2 separate regions of the Mus musculus genome follow, and region 1 is linked to region 2. The links are chromatin contacts, called in public Hi-C maps. All regions are on one chromosome and are shown on one strand. Each heading gives the region's core, a stretch centred on a gene start, on an enhancer-like site or on the middle of the called end of the contact. The rest is flanking DNA. Distances are from core to core; before and after follow the strand shown.

What was found. A called contact is a pair of places that touch in the nucleus more often than the background predicts.
Region 1: a Hi-C map of induced pluripotent stem cells shows a contact between it and region 2, with 19 times the contacts expected there. The contact joins the promoter of Hoxd10 here to the promoter of Dlx2 in region 2. A contact is called at or near these places in 5 of 39 promoter capture datasets (cranial neural crest, embryonic stem cells, frontonasal cranial neural crest and 1 more), 26 of 484 Hi-C or Micro-C datasets (cerebellar granule neurons, cerebellum, differentiating embryonic stem cells and 7 more), 5 of 115 datasets of contacts at active chromatin or transcription factors (embryonic forebrain, embryonic midbrain, embryonic stem cells and 1 more) and 2 of 9 other capture datasets (embryonic stem cells and embryonic trunk).

What each region holds. Positions count from the first base shown.
Region 1 is chr2:74,687,515-74,693,468 of GRCm38.p6, reverse strand. It overlaps Hoxd10 (homeobox D10), which reads right to left and starts at 1,578. Exons shown (of 2, transcript NM_013554.5): 1 at 745-1,578. The coding sequence starts at 1,489.
Region 2 is chr2:71,545,445-71,551,673 of GRCm38.p6, reverse strand. It overlaps Dlx2 (distal-less homeobox 2), which reads left to right and starts at 4,920. Exons shown (of 3, transcript NM_010054.2): 1 at 4,920-5,690; 2 at 6,106-6,229. The coding sequence starts at 5,282.

The DNA of each region.
Region 1 (5,954 bases), core at 329-2,828, 3.1 Mb before region 2:
TCTCACACAAAAGCCTTCCTCCAGAAATGTAACTCTGTGGCTCACCCGGTAGACAGTGAGGGACAGACTGCAGAAATGGGCGTGGGGGCTCAAGATTCCTTCTTAGAAACCCATATCCCTGGTTCTTTGCATTACCCCAGCCCTAGGTGGGCAATGCAGATCTGTTCTCCCCCTCCTCCGCCTTTGCCCCCTTTGTAGAAGATTGCAAAGCCTGCGGCACTTTCGCCAGACAAAGCCAAGGTTACCTCTGCTTCCCCACCCAAGCACCAACAGGCCAAACCATTTCCTTTCCCTCTTAGATCGCAGGATGCGGGGTGCAAACCCTTGAACACAAACACGGTGTCTTAGGCTACCTTAAAATGATCCCTGGGTTCAAGGCAAAAACTAGGGCTGCAAATCTGAGCCAAAGAAAAGCGGGCACTGGAGCCCTGTTTACAAACGGCTGGTCTCCTTTTAGCTCTTTTGTTGTATTTCGGATCTGGCTCAAGACTGATAAACCCGGCAAGCCTGTCCTCTGCCCAGGCGCCATCAGCTTGGGGCCAGGTCTGGCCGGAGCAGCGGGAGAGAAGCCCCGACCCTTTCAAGGCAGGGATATCCCTTCTAAAAGCCGGGTGGAGCAGCACCTGCGGAGTATGGGCTCTGGGCTCCGCTGCCCGGGCTCTGCTCTGGGCACCCGAGCGCTCCCTTTTCGAGGTTTTACCGGACTGCACGCCCCGCTGGGGTGGCAACTCTGTTCATACCGACCTTTGCTTTCCTTCTCCTGCACTTCGGGACTGGACACGGAAACCTCAGCCAGGCAGCTCCTGTCTTCTGGAAGGCCGCCTTTGGCCTCGGGGCTCTCCACTTGGGAGACTTTAGTGGGCTCCTGGCCGCTCGCGCTTTCGTTCATCTTCTTTTCCATCTGCAGCTGGGCAGCCGAGAGCTGCGGCTTGGCCGCGCCACGAGGGTTGAGCTGGAGCATGACAGTGGAGCTGCCTTCGGGGCTGTTATTGTACTCTTGGGTTTTCCCGGTGGCGTAGGTCTGACTCAGTCTAAAATATCCAGGGACAGGAACCTCGGGGTTCTCAACAGGACAAGACTCGGGGACCAGCCTCTGGTACGAAGGGACCTCGGCAGAAATGAGTTTGTTGCGCTTATCAGAATACATGCAGCAATTGGATTCTTCTTTAATGTTGGCGGTGAATGAGCAAGTGGGGACTTGCTGTGTAACAGGTTGCTCTATTCGACAAGATCTGTTCGGGTCTGTCCAACTGTCTACTTGAGGTATATAAGGATGTACATTCATACCCATATTTTGGTGGTTCACTTCTCTTTTGGCCAAAGACGGGAGCAGTCCACAGGTTTGCATTCCATAGGTCCCCATGTCTGCGCTAGGTGGTGGCATGTACATGCTGGCGCTGCTCGAATAAAAACTGTCACTCCTGCAGGCACTGATCAAGGAATCTACTAAAAAAGTATTAGCAGCAGGAGAGCTGTTGGGAAAGGACATTTTGGGGAGGAATTTGAAGAAGAGAGATTGTGTCCTTTGTAGGCTGACATCGCTAGGAAAACATTCCCGGTGTAATTGTGGATGCCTCTGCCGACCACATGACAACCAAGCCAATGAGATTTGAAAATGGCCTTGAGCCGCAGCCTCCTTGCAGGTCACGTGTTCCCCAGCCCGGCCGGCTGGCCGCGTAAGCACGGACAACAGCGACATCTACTAAGCGCCTGTGATAGTGCGCGTTGGAGACAACCGGCCCAGAGCTCTGCTGCCGGCCAGCCTGTCTCCCGGGGCTTGTTTGGCCGGCCGGCCTGCCCCACTCGAGTCCCCCACCCGGCCACCGGGCCCCGCCAGCGGAAGGAAAGGCTTGATTCGAGGGGCCTCCGGGAGGACACGCGTACTGAGGAAAGTCAGAGCGCTGTGGCGCCTGCTCACAGAAGCGCTCTCCCTGCACATACCCAGGCAGAACGCGCCCAAGAGGGCCGGTTCCCAGGAAGGGATAGGGGCGCGGGCTGGTTAATTTAGTACTGGGCAGCCAGGAAGGTGAGTCCGATTTCTCTAGTTCGGAAACATCCCTCCCTAGGGTTCCAAAGGGGGCTGTGTGAAAATCTTCAGTGCAAAGATTGGACCAAGGTGTCGGGGAAGCACTGGCGAATAGGGCCCCGAGGGTCGAGAGGCCACCACGCAGCTGGGCAAACCCGAAGCTCGGATGATGGTTCCAGCCCGTAGCTACCCCCTCCTTAGATCTTTCTGCTAGAACTAAGGGGGGGGGGGAATCGGCACCCACGAGCTCCTGGAGCCTTGACTCTGAGAGTAACCACACCCTGACCTTTGAGGACCGGCCGCTGGGAGCTTCCTAGCTTGGAGATAATCCTTCGCCAGCCGTTCCCTATTCGCGAAAGCGTCTCTCCGGCTCCCAGAAACAGCTAAAGCCAGATTTCCTTCCCCTGATAACACAGGGCAGAGAGAAAGGAAGGGAAAAAGAAATTTTTTTTCAAAAGAAAAGGGAAAACTCTGATCCCCGGACTCCACAAGTTTTAGAAAACCGGGCCAGAAGAAAAAATAAAAATAAAAAGAGGAGAGAGCAAAGCAAACTTGTCATTTAGATCTTCTGCAAAGAAAAATATGTTTTCCTTTTATGGATTTTGTAAAAGCATTGGTTTCTGACAAGTGCAAGGTACAAGGGGTTGTGGAATTTATTAATACATATTAAGAAGAATCAGGGCGATCAATAAAATTCTCATCTACATTCTTGGGCTACTTGGTAATTTTCTTGCTTCTGAAGGTTTTTAAAGAGTTATACCCGCTGTTGCCACAAACGGGAAGATATTTTATTAACAAATCAATCGAGACTTTGTAAAGGATAAGATTAATAGTTAAGATTTAGCATAATGGCGTTTGCTTTATGAATTATTGAAAATTATACTATTGATTTTTCCCCTCCGCTACTAACCAAGAAGGTCAATTTTTGTTTTAACACAAATCGTCAAATATTAAAAGCTATACTTTTGTCAGAAGTTAAATTTTATAGTTTTGGACGATCCCTAAAATTCTTTGACAAGGTTTTGTTTGGGCAAGAAGGGAATAAAGAGGGAGAGTCTAAGTCTTCCGTTTCCTCTGGTGAGGGAAAGTTTTATAAAGAGGATATGGTCTGGGGTTGTGGTCCAGCTCATTAAAGAACAACCACTGCCACAACCACCGTGGAAACTCAGAATTTTATGAGAAACTTGAACAACTTCCTCCCTTCTTCTTTGGTTGCAGGCGGCGAGCCGCCTTGCGGAAGCCCGGGGCCTTAGGACAGCAGCAGGGAGCTTTAACCTTGATTTCCAAAGACTTGCCCTGGACCAGAGGCCCTGCCTGTGTGTGGGAGCCGTCCTTCGGCCTTCCGGGTCCCGTTCCCGGCAATCAAGAAAGTAAAACGGACCCGGAAACTGTGACCGTGAACCAGCTCCCAGTCGGAAAAGACATCTGTGTTCCCTTCTCCCACATTCGCCCAGGAATGGGCTGGCCTTGGATTTCAGGCCCAGAGACTGAACTTGTGGATAAATCTGTTTTCCCCTCAACAGAACATTTCTGTGGGGTTCGATGCTCTTTAAGGAGCCCTCAGCGTTCTGGGGGACCTAGTTGCTCTTTTCAAAAAAAAAAAAAAATCACTCACACCCCAGCAAAGTCCTTTGTCCCCCTCCCTCCCCTAAAGGAATTTCTCCCGGCCTGATGAAAACAGGCTTGGAGGTTATTTTCGGCCTTGGGACCGATTGGCTAGTCTCCTCTCAGTGCCCTCGCCCAAACAATAACCCCTTTTAAAAAACTCCACGGTGGCAATGAGACAGACCTTTTAAACCTTTACGCAGCTGTTCAAATACAACATCATTGTCAGGTTAAAGCCTGGAGCCTCTCACTGCTCTGGCTGCTGCACCCCGGTGGTGGAGCCGGAGATTTAAACATTACCTTTCTACAGGGGTGGCTATTTTTAAGCTGGGGAGGGGATGAAGGGTGTTAAGTAAGGCATAGGGGGAAAAAGAACTTTTGTTCCTAAGTTGCTAAGATCTTGATCAAACCTAACAACCACTGATTAGCACCTCAAAATTTTCCTTTTTACATTGTGGCGATCAAATTCTGAGCTACAGCTAAATATGCCCAGAGCTGAACAATGTGCCCGCAGCACAGCTCTCGGCAGTCCCCCTGACGCCAGCTTGGCGCTTAGGCATTGTGTTGCTTTGCATCTCGGCCAGGAGAGCTAGCTGCCCAGGTTTCCACTGCCAAATTTTCCTAATCCCAAGCAATGCAGAGCTGTTCAATCTAATCAGGAATTTTATGCCCATCAAATGCCCTTTCATAATCTTTATTTATACACGAAGAAAACACCCAGTCTAAAAACAAGCAATTCCTTACAGAGCTGGTAAGTCTGCAGTGAAGTGGGAGAGGCAAGCTCTGCCTTTTCTCTGTGTGGGTCTTTCTGTTTCAGTGTTCCATGGCTTCAAGCTCAAAGTCACCTCGTATTAGATTGGAGTTTAAATAGACTTTCACTCAAAGGCAGAGGGGGGAAATGTGTATGCCAACTTAAAAATGGAATCTATTCTCTCAAAATTTTATTTTTTTCTCTTTCGAATTTTTGCTTCCAGACTGATTCCTCGGGGTCAAAACTGTCAATATGTTAGATTTCTAGAATTTAAAACATGAGCAAAATGAAAATACTGTAAGAAGGGAGGACAGAAAATGTGCCTTAAGATCTTAGAGCTGACACAAAGCAAATGGAAGGGAAAGGCAGTAGCTTTAAAGGCCAACTTTTATTTTGCTTCGAGTGTTTAATGTAGTGGTTGGTGGTTTTTTAAAAGTCATCTTTAGATCTTTTAGGGCAGTTAATATTAATAATAAGTCAACATTGCATCGTAAAAAAGATGGATACCCATATTTGTACCAAGACGCCTGTCTCCCTGGCAGTTTTTTTTTCCACAGAAAAAAACCTAAAAGGTCGCCTTAGCAAGAAATTACCATTTGTAATAATAATAATAATAATAATAATAAAGTGGCTTGTATCTTCACTCTCTTGTCTTCTTCAGAAGGGTAAGGTGGAGGCTCTGGGCCTAAGAGGACCTATGGGTTCCTATGGTCTCCCTGAATTAGAGCCGTGAGCTGCCTCTGGATTCTGTCACTTTTTGGACAGAGAGTGGACAGGGACAAATTAAAAGCTGCCTCCCCAGGGCGCCCATCTGGGTTGCACTGAGCACTGTGGCAGCAATTGGAAAAGACTTTTGAAAAGCAAATTGGGAGACTACTACGGAAGGATCTACAGAGATAAGCTTAAGAGATGGAGAAGGGCCGAGCCTCTCTACACAGACACAAAAGACTCCTTCCTACTTGGCGCATTTTCTCTCTACTTCAGAATCTGAGGAATTTGGCGCCTCAGTATCGGTAGCCTCTATCAAGAGCCCCATGCATTCTAGCCGGCCCCAAGATGGGGAGGTTTTCAGCCCCTGAAGTCCCTGATCTCATCCCCTGCCCCGTATCAGGACCACATTGAGCGAGCGCGGCTGGGAGGAATGACACTGTGGACCGCGCAGCAGCAGTGGTCCGCCCGGCGGCTGCCACCCAAGGCCAAGGGGCCCCCGCACAGCCAGATGCGCGGTCGATGAAGCTGCCTACAAAGGAACACAACGACATTTGGGGAGGGGGGTCTCACCCAATTAGACTGAAACCGAAGTTAGGCCCTGAGAAAGGTCGTTTTACAGAAGCAAAGCCAACCGGCACGGCAGCAAGACAGACAGAGCCGGGCATCCGCGCGGGGAACACCCACGCCTCTCTCTGGCGCCTAGCCGGGGAGTCATGGCGCCCCAGCCTCCCGCAAGCCAAAGCCAACTCTGGGAAACCCGGAGAACTAGCGGACAAGAAAGCCCTAGAGCCTGTGGTGCAGCGAATGGATGGAGGGAGACAGAGGTCAGTGCAAATTTCAGGGGCTGCAGGCTCTTAACAA
Region 2 (6,229 bases), core at 3,671-6,170:
GCCACTGCTTTCTCCCCCTCATCCCCGGTCAAAGACTTGAACTCTTCACTTCTGTTTGGAATCTTCCCATGTGACCTGAGATAGGTCCACTGGAATCCTGAGGGGAAAAAAATCTTGGGGCTACAGAACTATGCTCAACCTTTGAGGATATTAATGTCCCTTCTACAGTACCCTACCGGACAAGACAAGGGTGCTGTGCAACCTTCATTCCTCGGGCCACAAATCCAGTTCCTAAGCAAAAGCACCCTTGCATGGACCAAATCTGGACTCTACGTGTTAGCATTCTATCTAAGCTCCACTCCACAGTTACTTGGCAACAGCCGGGGAGGCCTGACCCACTATAAAAGGGGCTGCTTGCCCCCTCCTCCTTCTCTTCCTCTCTTGCCCTCTTGCCTGCTCTTGCTCTTCCTTTCTTGCTCCCAGCTCTGTCCCCTCCCCCCTTCCCCATCCCCTTCCCCCATCTCTCCACATGTTCATGGCTGGCTTCTCCCCTCTCCCCTCTCCCCTCTTGCCTGTCCCCTCTCCCCTCTCCTCTCCTCTCCCCTCTCCTCCCCTTTCCCTCTTCCCCTCTCCTCTCCTCTCCCCTCTCCTCTCCTCTCCCCTCTCCCCCCCCTTTCCCTTTTCCCCTCTCCCCTCTTCTTCCCTCTCCCCTTCCCATACCCTGAATAAACTCTATTCTATACTATATGTGGTTGGTCCCTCAGGGGAAGGGATGTCTCAGCATGGGCCACGGAGGCACCTGCTTTCCCCATACCTCACCACACCTCCATAGAACATAACCACCCTCTCTTTATCTTTTAAGAAACACATCACTACCGTTTGTCCTTGTCATAAACAAGAGATCTGGGGCTATGCCTTTGTTTCCCTCTCTGTCAATTCTATACCCACTCTATGGATTCCTCACAGCTAAGATGGATGGTAAAGGCTTGGCAGAAGCTAGGGTTAATGAGTGACCGACTCAGTCTAGGATATGTTCTAGCAATTGCCTTCTCTACTAGACTGTAGGCCACCGGACCTTAGTGATCCCCAGATCCGGACACTATGTTACAACAAGGAAGTGCCAGTAGTGAGATTGGGAGCAGTAGAGAGCCTTGTACTCAGGACCACTTAAGGTGGAGAAAGGAAAGGCAAAGATGCCCCTGGGGAGCTATCAGGGAAGCACCTAGCAGAAGACCCCACCCACTTAGCTGGGCTAACAAGCCCAACCCTTGAAAGCATTGTGACCTCTTGCTGAGCCTAGGAAGGAAAACTAAAACACAAACTTGAGTTTCAAGAATACAGGCTCTGGAGTCTGTCCATGTGAAGGCTTAAGGGATGGGATTCTGTGTGGCTCCCTGGATTCCTGGAGGAAACCTTAGGGTCTTGCTGGGAGAACCAGTGTTAAAGACACTAACAAGAACTTTCTGGGGTAGCTGTGTGGCTGTGATAGAGAAGCCAGTATGAGACGGGCAGGACTGGGAGGTCTCCAGAGACAAATCCCTGCCCTTTCCCCACAGCTTTGAGTTCCAGGACAAAGCTTAAGAGATTTAGAAATTGCAGGTCTCCAGAGCTATAGGGGTGGTACCCCCAAGACACACACACATACACACACACATAAACACATACACACACACACACACACACACACACACACACACACACACACACCAAGCATCACTCCTGGGACCAGCAGCAAGCAAAGATTCACCCTGGGACCATAGCCAGAGAGTAGGTAGTCAAACTAGCCTTGGAATGTGCAGACCAACATGGAAGCCCTGGGGGAGTGGGGCGGGTGCCTTCTTTCCCAGATCTCACCTCTCAGCTTGGTGCAGGACACCCAGTAGACAAGCAGAGGCAAAGTTCTGGGCCAAGCGAAATCGAGGGAATCTGGCCAGGGGGTTAGGGGGAGCCCTAAGTGAACCTTCACTCTCCAGCTTGGAGCCTCTGGAAATCCTGGGTGTTTGAGGGCTTACCCTAAACACTACTGGGATTTGTGCTGTAGCAACAGAGAAGGCAGCTGGCTGACAGCTGAAGTTGAGTGAAGCACCTGATGCGAAAGAAGTTGTTTTCTTCTATCCAAGAACCTCGAGATGTTCATTGCTACAAAGGGAATGGGTGGATCAAGCTACACTCTGAGGAACAGGCTGCAAACTGAGATGTGTTGAAACACACAAAGTCTGCATTGAGACACCTAACCCTCCTCTACTAGATCTAGGCAGACTAAAAGAACTCTGGGGCTAGGAATAATAACTGAAGGGAAGGAGCAAGCACCAAGGCAAACTAGCCTCATTCAGGCAGCCAGTTTCTCTCCAAATTCATCTCAACTCCCTCTTGAGGCCTCTTCTGTCTGAGGAGAGCAGAGTGGCTCTCCTCAGAACTGGGGCTCAAAGTGTAAAATATCAATCAATACAAGAATACAATCAATACAAGAATACTTAGGGTGCTTCACTTTAGACCAAAGTAGAGAAATCCGTTGGCTATTTCTTACAAAGCAATGAGACAATTTGGATGAACCTAGATTTTGGCGGGTGGGGGTGGGGTGGCTCATGCCTGTAATCCCAGCACTCAGGAACTCAGATGTAGACAGGAGGATGGTTGTGAATTTGAAGCCAGGTTCGTCTACACAGCAAGTTCCAGACTAGCCAGCACAGCGTCCTGAGATTGTGCCTCAAGAAAACAAAATTAGTAAATGGAACAAGATGTAGATTTGTGTCTGGCTTATCAGGACACTTCAAGCCTAGGTCCCCCCCCCCCCCCCAGCTATAGGTCTCTCTCCTTCCCCTTGCAGCTTTTCCCCTCTCTAGGCTCAGAGCTGCATCCACTTCCCAGGCTACAGGGCACTCATCTTGTGTCCAAGATAAAAGAGGGCCCAGGTCCTATTTATTCCAGAATGATGCTGTTTTATAAATCTCACCTGAGTTTACACTGTTTCTGGGGATTGAGAAAGAAATAGAATGCAGAAAACTTTCCACCACCAGTATGCCTTCAGGACAGGCTTGATTGGCAACAAAGGGGCAGAGAAAGCGCAATCAGATTTTTAATTCTGATTCTGATTTTTAATTTTAATTTTGATTGGTTTTTTTCCTTTTATTAGGGCAAAACAGCTACTCGTGTGGTGTCAGAGCACAGGGACTTGAAATCGAGTCGCTAAAAGGCAATCTGGATTAAAAACCTTGAGATACCGTTGATGCACATAAAAGGGGCAGGAAGCAGTTTAAAGTCAATACAGTAGGGAGGGTCTGGTCTGGTGCAGGCGAGTCCCACCAGGGAGCGTTTCTAATAAAACTCATTCTTCCCCATTCTCTAGGCCTTCCTTAGCCAAGTGGCTGAGAACTAAATCCAGGCAGACTGGAAGGCGCATTACCTGCCTCATTATTCCGCTGTGTGAATGCTGGAGTTTTAATTACACACTTGCTTTTTCTGGGGAAGACCAAAGATCGTATTTTTTAAAGTATCAACTTGTTTTCCATTAGGCAGTTGTTGTAACAAGTTCTTTCAGTGACATGTTATGTCTTTAGGAAGGGATGCTTCAGATGGCGCGCACTAGCACAATTTTGTGGCTTTTAATTACTATTTTGTTCTTTTGGGGGGTTTCAGAGGCTGGCGCCTGGGCGTGATTAGACTGTCTACCAGGCCTGTAACAACCTCCTACACTGTCCACCAGGTGGCGCCACAAAGCAGGCGCTACCGCAATCTTCAAACTTGAGAGTCCATCACTGCGCTGAGTCCATCCATCACCCTTCTTTTGAAAATCCCAACCACCAGAGAGGGGAACTCATCACTTGGAAAAGAAAGAAAGAAAGAAAGAAAGAAAGAAAGAAAGAAAGAAAGAAAGAAAGAAAGAAAGAAAGAAAGAAAGAAAGAAAGAAAGAAAGAAAGAGAGAGAGAGAGAGAGAGAGAGGAAGGAAGGAAGGAAGAAAGAAAGAAAGAAAGAAAGAAAGAAAGAAAGAAAGAAAGAAAGAAAGAAAGAAAGAAAGAAAGAAGAAAAATAAAAATAAAGAAAGAAACCTAGAGAAAGAAATTACAACAGTGGAGTAAGATCCTAGAACACGAAAATGTAAAATAAAGTAGACAAAATAAAACTTCTTATATTTATTGTTTATATCAAGAAAACGTGTGATAATGAATCTTGATAAATCTCTAATATTACTTCAGTATCTCTTTTTTTTTTTCATTCCCCTTTTCATAAAAACACCAATGCAAACGACTTTGAAGGCTGTCTAGTCTGGCCTACCTTTCCCAAGGAGGGAACCTCAGAATCAGTTTCCAGCTAGTGGCTCAGATGTGCGTCATTACTAGAGACCTTTATGTGTATGAGGAAAAGTGATTTCAAATACATTACTAGTAATAATACCTTTGGGCTTATAGAGCTCTTCTCTCAAGCAAAAAGGAAAAACGTTAAACATTATCCAATTAATTGTCGTAATATCTCTGTGGGTAGTTTGGGAAGCATAGGTTATTATACGCGGTTTATGGATAATTTAAATCAATTGCCCGTCAGGTGCAAAGTGGCTGACAAGAGTAGTGCGAGCCAGGCACCTCGAGGAAAAGTATCTGGAGAAAAAGGAGACAGAGCTGGCTCGGCCCTCTTCCTGGCTTTATTTGATTAAGGCGAAGTTGGACAAGAGATGTAAATCGTTAGACTTGGCTCTTGAAAGCAGAGTAAGGTGGGAGACCCCATTTCTTTCCCGGAGCCTTATGTCCTGTTGCGGGCCATCCCGCACCCTATCCAGCTCCAGATCGGGTACCCACTTTCTGCAGTGCTTGTACACGCACCCACCGCGGCCGCCTTGCCCGCCACGTGACACGCGGGTCCCGGGGCCGCCCGGTCGCGGACTCCCGGCGCCCCGCGGCTCATTCCTTCTGATTGGCTGTTGCTAGGTGACGTTGCCCGCGGTCACGTGATAAGTGTTAAATGCCCACCCTGCAGGAGCCTGCCCGGCAGACAATCGTAAAGCTGCTCGGGGGTCGCTCACCTGCTCCCGCCTCCTGGAGCCCCTACCGGGTCTGACCGCTCTTGCCCCCTCCATTGCCCGCCCCCCGCCCGAGCCGGGCCAGGAGCCGAGAGGTCCGAGAGGCCCGGGAAGGATGCGGCCAGCAGCTGCGGTCCCGAGCCACGCACGGTGATCGCCTCCTCCAGGGGAGGAGGCGCCTAGACCGTAGCCTCATTTCTTGTTTTCCTCTCCCTCCCCCTCCCCGTAATTACATTGGTTGCTGGAAGGGACCCGGAGAGATAGACAGAGGAGGCGCCTCGCATCCCCCTCTCGCCCGCCACCCGTGCTCTTTCCTGTCCCGGGTCAGGATGACTGGAGTCTTTGACAGTCTGGTGGCTGATATGCACTCGACCCAGATCACCGCCTCCAGCACGTACCACCAGCACCAGCAGCCCCCGAGCGGTGCGGGCGCCGGCCCTGGCGGCAACAGCAACAGCAGCAGCAGCAACAGCAGCCTGCACAAGCCCCAGGAGTCGCCAACCCTCCCGGTGTCCACGGCTACGGACAGCAGCTACTACACCAACCAGCAGCACCCGGCGGGCGGCGGCGGCGGGGGGGCCTCGCCCTACGCGCACATGGGCTCCTACCAGTACCACGCCAGCGGCCTCAACAATGTCTCCTACTCCGCCAAAAGCAGCTACGACCTGGGCTACACCGCCGCGTACACCTCCTACGCGCCCTACGGCACCAGTTCGTCTCCGGTCAACAACGAGCCGGGTAAGCATCGCAAGCATCTAGGGTGCCCAAGTCACGGGGAGGGACCGGGTAAGCATGGGGTGGGGGGCAGTCCGGAGCTCTAGCCTTGCACTCTGTGCATCTCTTGCTCCCGCCCTGAACTCTGCCCAATCTCCAACTGCACGCGAATCGCAGTTTCTGCCTCTCCACGCTCCGGGGGACAGAGTCGGTGGGCGGTTGGGCCAGTTGGCATGCTGTGGGTAGCGCATAGCTTTGCTGCCCGCCTCTTCTTTCTCTCTTGCACAGCTCCCCCGGGTCCCTTGCAGGGTTCCGTGGCCAGGCCAGTCGGCGCGTGCTGAAGTTGGGAAGGCCTCCTCAAGTCTCTAAAGGCCTCCGCTCCGAACTTTAGGACCGCGGGGTTGGACGGTGGGTGCTCACCACTCACTTTTCGTTGCAGACAAGGAAGACCTTGAGCCTGAAATCCGAATAGTGAACGGGAAGCCAAAGAAAGTCCGGAAACCACGCACCATCTACTCCAGTTTCCAGCTGGCGGCCCTTCAACGACGCTTCCAGAAGACCCA